2 separate regions of the Oryzias latipes genome follow, and region 1 is linked to region 2. The links are chromatin contacts, called in public Hi-C maps. All regions are on one chromosome and are shown on one strand. The core of a region is the stretch at or near the end of the contact, and the rest is flanking DNA. Distances in the headings are between cores, read along the strand shown.

Region 1 (3,451 bases), core at 270-2,769, 140 kb after region 2:
AGGAGTTGGTCATCCTTTGAATCCATATTCCACAGCTGCTTCACACTGAAGTCACCATTACCCTTTAACTGTTCCATACTGGAGCTTTAAAAAGTTGACGTTTCTGAACTTTTTTTGCCTGAATCATTGATTAAATTAGGCAGAAATCAAAAATAAAAAAAACTATTAAAGCAAATTACTTTTAGTCAAAGGTGATGTCCCTCTCTTGCTCTACAGTTTTTTTAATGGTGGTAAGGGAATAAATTAGTCCCTTAAGCTACAATTTTGCCTTTTTATCTTTCTATCTCAACTCATTTCTTGTCAGGGTTGCACAAAAAGGTCTCAGTTGATGAGTTTATCAAGTTAAAATATGGATCACGCCTATTAACTTTAATTTACTAATTAATATGTTGATTCACATCTCACAATGCGTGTAATTAAAGTTAAGCACAGGGGTGGATGGATTTTGCAGTCTTTAAAAGAGATATATAGGTTTATCTGTAATGCTACATTTAAATGTGGTGGACTTTCTAAATGGGAATTTTAGTCAGAAAGCCTGTCATGCTCTCATAAATCTGCAATACTTCTTTTTTTCTTAGGCAAAGGAGCTTCCCCAGGTTTCACTGCAGACCCCAGCCAGCTGAAGGGAGAGTTGTACCACACATCTCTGAAGAAAAGCTCACAGGGTTTTGGATTCACCATCATTGGAGGGGATCGAACAGATGAGTTTCTGCAGGTGAAGAATGTGCTCAGCGATGGCCCTGCTGCTCAGGACAACAAGATGGCATCCGGTGAGAAATGAGATGTTTATGTGCTAAAAAAAAATTAACATTTGAGAAATAAGCCAAAACAGGAATGTTCTGCAGAGACACTTGGAGGTGCTAAATTTACCTTAATGGTTCTCATTTAACCTGACAGTATCCCAGGGGTTCAATAAGATAGTAAAATGAACTCTAGCACAGTTGTATATAAGCAAGCAGTCTGATCACTGTGGGAGTCGTGCCTTAAGCTGTGTGTGTGTTGAACTGTGTGTTTGGGTGTGATCGTTTCGAGAGTATAATGTGACAGGGATCTACAATTGTCTCTGCTCTGCAGTTGTTGTGGGAGTACTGCTCAGGACTGCACAGCAAAGTAAAGATTGAAAGGGGGAGAATGAAGCAGGAATGAATGAGATAAAGGGAAATAAAAGCAATAAAGAGGGCTGCCAAAGTGGAAATACAGCAGCTGCAAAGGGGAAAGGGACATTTCACAGGAGTGATGTCTGACAAAGGAAGCACAGCTTTGCAAGAAAATGTAGAAGAAGTTATGTCTAGATTAAAAATTGGAGCAAGTATTCCCTTTTGTCACTCAGTTTTTCATTTCCTTTTGTGTCAGGTGATGTGATCGTTGAAATTAACAGGATGTGCGTGCTTGGAAGGACACATCCAGAGGTGGTAAAGATGTTCCAGTCTGTTCCCATCAACCATTATGTAGACATGGTTCTTTGCCGCGGCTACCCCCTTCCTCCTGATGTCGATCTAAACAGTGATGACCCGCTACCCCCTCCTCCCCCTCCTCCCGGAGCTCAAACCCAGCAGGGTTTGCATGGGGGAGAGGTGGTGACAGCTGTGCCCCTCATCAACGGACAACCACTGCTTGTAAAAGGGGATGTTCTCCACGGATCCTCACAAGATCTCCACTACGTAACCACTGATGCCAGCGGCCGCCCTGTTGTGGCCACAGTGCCAAATGGTAGGCAGCCTGATAGGGAGGTGGCCACTACAATGCTTCAGCCAGAACTGGTAAGCGTGCCGCTGGTCAAGGGACCAGGAGGATTTGGGTTTGCCATAGCGGACTGTCCACTTGGCCAGAAGGTGAAGATGATCCTGGATGCACAGTGGTGCCGTGGTCTACAGAAAGGAGATGTAATCAAGGAGATTGACAGACAAAACGTCCAAACACTTAGTCATGCACAAGTGGTAGATATCCTCAAAGACTTCCCGGTGGGCAGCGAGGTCAACGTACTGGTGCTGAGAGGAGGTAAAAGGCTGAATCGACTAATATTTTCTCTGTCTCACTCTTTGTTCTGTGTTTGCATCCGTCTGTTCTTCTGCTCCCTGCTTCTCTCCTGCCTGTCTTGTTGTTTTTCCTCTCATTGTATCCATGTGTTATTCTCATTCATTTCTACCCTCATGTGCATTACATAATGTACTGTTACTGTTGATGCAACTTCTGCAGTGCCCGTTGGAATTCAGATCATAGTGCTGAAACTGACAGGAGGTGAGATGGTGCTGTGGTTGGTTTGGGGGGCACTGAGTGAAAACACATGATTTCGTTTTAAGGGCTGGGTGATGCCACTTTATGCAGCCTGCATAAAAAAATCACTGCTGCCTTTTTTATCCACTTGATAGATCCAAGAGCACTTTTCTAGCTGCTGCAGATGATGATCTGACTGGGTCCTTCAGTGCTATATTTCTTCCCGTCATATGCAGCTTCTTTACATATGCAAACTGCACACCCCAAGCATTTTTCAAGCAGTCCTCTTGTGTGCATCCAGTCAAAATGCCCGTGTTTATGACAACTCCCAGTGAGGCGTAATGCACTCTGTTACAAGTCTGAAAGCAGGAATTACATAAGTGCGAGGATGTGCTTGATTTCAAGCAGCAGCGGGAGGAGGGAAGGCACCCTTCAAATGTCTCCTGCTTACATCTCCTGCTGCCCCAGGGGGCTCACTGCGCAACTCAATGAACTCCGGATTGGCTTTGATCATCAGCAAAGCGCAAGGGAATTCTGCATGCCTCTATAGCCGTGGCCTTACTAACGTCCATGGCTAAACGCCTATAGAGGGACTGTCCTCCAGGGCCTCCTCCCATAACCACGCCTTAACCTCCTTCTATCATCTCTGAAACGCCCACACTACTCACACTCAGGGCTGCAACCTCACCCCCATGTGATCCTCGACTGACGCACTGCATGACTCCATCTATGAAGGATATGTGCTAAGCTTCATGCAGTCTTTATAACCAAAGAGCTAATGCCAGCTTAAACCCTCATTAGACAATGGCCTTTGGCATGGAAGAGGCTTCCTGTCGGTATGTGTTTGCGAGAATCATGAGCATTGTTGTGGTTAAGAAGAAGACAGGTGTGATTTAGTTTAAGAATACACCAAGATTTTCATAGCTTGGCAAATAAATATGCAGTACTTTATTCTTTTTGCAGTACATCAGGCTCCATTTACCTCACATTGGGTCTCATTGGGCCAAGCATTAGCCCAAGCCCTGAGGGATGCAGACTCCGAAGGACTATTTGTTAATTTGATTAATGGGGGGAGTTGAGGAGGAGTGACGGTGGGTGAAGGACTATCTGAGTAATTCAAATGAAACATGCGAAACATGTGGGTGGACCGGACAATTATCACAGGCCAAAAAGAGATTTATCTGTCATGGTATTACACGCATGAATCTTCTGTGCCTTCACTAGCTCTTTTAACTCT
Region 2 (3,529 bases), core at 75-2,574:
ATACAATGACCAATTGTTTATTCACCCACTGTACAACATAGAACAGAACAAGTTCACCCACCACTGTGCACAATTACAGATTGTGTTCATTGAGAGCAGGATTTTTATTTAATACAAAAAACTATTCAGCTTTATGTAAATTATTTGAACTTTGTGCAATTATTACTGTCATAACCTTTACAATTCTATTAAATATCTGATTATGGCACATTCCTCCTAAATTAAGAGCAAGTTTACCTGTTTAGGCTACTCTAAGGCAGGCAAGAACACATAAACAACCCTTAGAGTCCAGCTGGGAGTCCTGACTGCAGTTTGGGGTGTCATATCTGCCCTAAAATGCTTAAAAAACCATCCTAACATCATATCAGTTCTTCTATTCATATATCTACATTCTTCTTTGATCTATTTGATGACGTTTAAGTTTTTAATTAAATGCAAGCCCCTGCATTTACCGGGTTTGGGACCAGCTCAAGCAGGACTCTGATTTGTGCCAATTTCAGTCTGCATTTGTGACATTATGGTTTCCCATTTCATTTATAGTTTTATGTGTATTTGTTCTTCTGTCCATCCTGAATTATGTTGTATTTATTTTGTTTACTTCGTTTGTTTTTATTATTTAAATTTCTTTAACTTCGGATTTTTGCAGGCTATGACAATTGTTTTTTGGGAGGGGGGCATTTTAAATAGGGATTGCCCCCCTTACTCATGCCTATATCCGGCCTTGACGGTCATACCTCTTGCTCTTCGCTCTGATTCACAGTCAAGTGGTTAGTTATCACGTGACTATCTATTTACCATCTGTCGGTGTGACTTGCGAAGCGGATGCCTTGACATACAAAAAAAAATCACATAAAATAATAATAATGTATAAGTTTAAAGTTCAAGGAATGGAAACACCTGAAGCTGTAATTTATTAGCCTGTCATCCACCTCCACCCATATCAAGCCGTCATCCAGCAGCTGATCGTGTTTCCTTACCTGTAGATGCTCACATCCAAAGAAGTGCCAACAACATACAGGACATGCTGCGGCTTGTTGATATCCAGACGACATGTCCGATGATGTTCTGTCCCTGCTGGACTATCTTTGACTGAGGGAGCGGGTGGTGCGGCTTCAACCTGTTCGAACATGGTGCAGTTCTCGGAGTCTTGGACACAGACAATGAGGTGAAGCGGTTCTTGGAAATAGTTTTATACTTTTCATTTGAGAGAAGGAGGAGCCACGCTACTTTGGATGAGCGAATCTACATTCTCGTGGTGGGCGGACACAGAGAAACCCTACAGGTAAGAGAACCCGCCTATATTATTGACACCAACCGTTCTTGACCAGGGCGGTATTTAAAAAAAAAAAAAAAAAAAAAAAAAGCTTATGTGAGTTGCCACGGCAAGTTTGAGGCTAAGGAAGAGTATAACATCAGCTTTTTGGTTACAAAAAACAATGTTTCAGGGTATGCTTGGTTCCCATAGCAACTCATGCTCTGAACATTACCAGGAGGGTATTCCAGGAAGCATGTTTAAACTACCCTGACTTTAACCCTGAACTCTGGCTGAAATCCGCCTGAACTTGCTTACTCTATGTCGGTATGTCGGTTCCAAAAGACCGGATATGAGTTGGCGTAATTACGCTTGACTTGGTAACCCTGGGTTAATGCACGTGCACAGCAAGTACATAAAAGGTATTCTCAATGGCTCGCCAATTTCCGGAGGAGTCACCATGGAAACGCGTGGAGAAAAAAGAGCGTTATACTCCAGTGAGAGGAGTCTGAGATTTTACTGACGGCGGATGGAGATTATACGTCCATCAAAAAAAGTGATACCCTGCATCATCAAAAAAAAAGAGTTTCTGCTTGGAGAAAAGAACGACAAAGTAAACGCAAGAGTTTCTGATCTTATTTTCATTGTGACGCATATTTATATAACTTATCCAACTTAAATTAATTCAATTGGTAACAAGTAATTGAGTTAAATTCATTCAACCAAATTTCTTACGTCTATCCAACTCAATATTTTTTTTACAACTCAGATTTAAATATTTATCTAACTAAATGCGTAATATTACTCCAATTGAATTATAATTTTTCCATCTTAATTTATTGTAATTCTTGAACTCTCATGTCTAAATTTGAGCCTGCAGATAGACTCATTTTTATAACAATAAAATGAATGAATCTAAACAAAGTTGAGTCATCAAACCATTTACCATAGCTCTGAATTTATCACAATATCCATAGAAAGTAGGGCTACTAAATAAACTGATCATCCTCTTCCTCCCTCTCACTCATGGTGCAGAAAGAAGTAAATATAACAGTACAAATAACTCACACAGTAAAACAGCTAAACTAAACACAAATGGTCAAAAAGCCACACTTGGACCCAAATCTGCCCAGACAGGTAAAGGGAATGGTATTCCACAATTCCTTGCGGTGATGATCTAACACCAGCACCAAAGTTACACTTACTTAATTGAATTAATTTGAATGAAAATAAAATAACAGTCTAATAACTACGTGTTATTTTTAAGCTGACTTAACTAAAAAAAAAAAAAAAAGATTTATCTTAACTGAAGCAAACAATTAAGATAGATCAATGTAAAAGGTTTATCTTTAAACATCCATATGCGGTTTTCACACTCTCACAGTTGGGAAAAGTATTATCTGAGCTTCTTCATCCACTAAATTATCTTCAAATGGACACACCATGCTGCTTCACCTCTCTGAAAACTAACTAACCTTCAACTAAACCTGCTCCAGACCAGGTTATGTTCAGAGCATGAGTTGCTATGGCAACTTGACATACCTTGAAACATACCTCCATTTCTGGAACCGAAAGCTGAGGTTATCCACTTCCTTAGCCTCAAATTTACCGTGGGAGCTAGCATAACCTGCTTTCTGGAATACCCCCCAGTTTTCTTAATCTAGAGCTTTTTTGTTGGTTGTAGGCAAAAAATAAAAATGTAACAGGCCTACAGTAGTTAAGCAATAGAATAAAGAAAAGAAAAACTCTTTATATTAAAAAAGTTAAAATTTTAGTTAATGAATAGTTATTATTATTTTTTAAATCTTCACAATGTCTGAGTTTTGAAAGAAAAAAGTTAATGGTTTTTTCATTTTTAGTGACACATGTTGACTTTATTTCAGCTTTTTTATTTTAAGAATCACACCACTTCACATGTAACTGATTTCAAAATGTATACTTAATGTATCATTACACATATCATTACGATGTGAGGCCTAGTTTTATTTGCTCTGTGCTTGTGCTGTATTGTGCTTTTCTTATTTATTTATTTTTGAAACTTTTCTTGAGTTTTTGCACACATTTTTTGGTTGATTTTCGAAGTACACTGTGTATCTTTTACTAACGGTGAACACACAGAGACGTTTTATGGATTATGGGTTTAAATCATGACTGTTACTTTTTTAAATGACTTCTTTTAGTTGTGCCAAACTTTTCGGTTTCTAATAAGCCGAGCAATCTTTAAAACATGTTTGATAACGGACCAATCAGATTCGTGAAAATGTTTGACAAGTTTCG

What was found. Hi-C and Micro-C count contacts between places; a contact is called where the count stands out from the background.
Region 1: a contact with region 2 is called in a Hi-C map of fibroblasts, with 2.8 times the contacts expected there. The contact joins the enhancer-like site here to the promoter of LOC101159579 in region 2.

What each region holds. Positions count from the first base shown.
Region 1 is chr5:15,156,237-15,159,687 of ASM223467v1, forward strand. It overlaps LOC101160155 (membrane-associated guanylate kinase, WW and PDZ domain-containing protein 3), which reads left to right. Exons shown (of 20, transcript XM_020703262.2): 9 at 579-770; 10 at 1,354-1,998. Among protein-coding and RNA genes, the nearest start is that of LOC105354097, 16 kb to the right of the region's middle. Within about 2 kb of position 1,520, at least 2 of the 8 cell types and tissues checked have an H3K27ac peak or open chromatin away from gene starts, as enhancers often do.
Region 2 is chr5:15,019,780-15,023,308 of ASM223467v1, forward strand. LOC101159579 (protein-arginine deiminase type-2) reads right to left here and starts at 1,325. Exons shown (of 16, transcript XM_004068834.4): 1 at 978-1,325. The coding sequence starts at 1,129.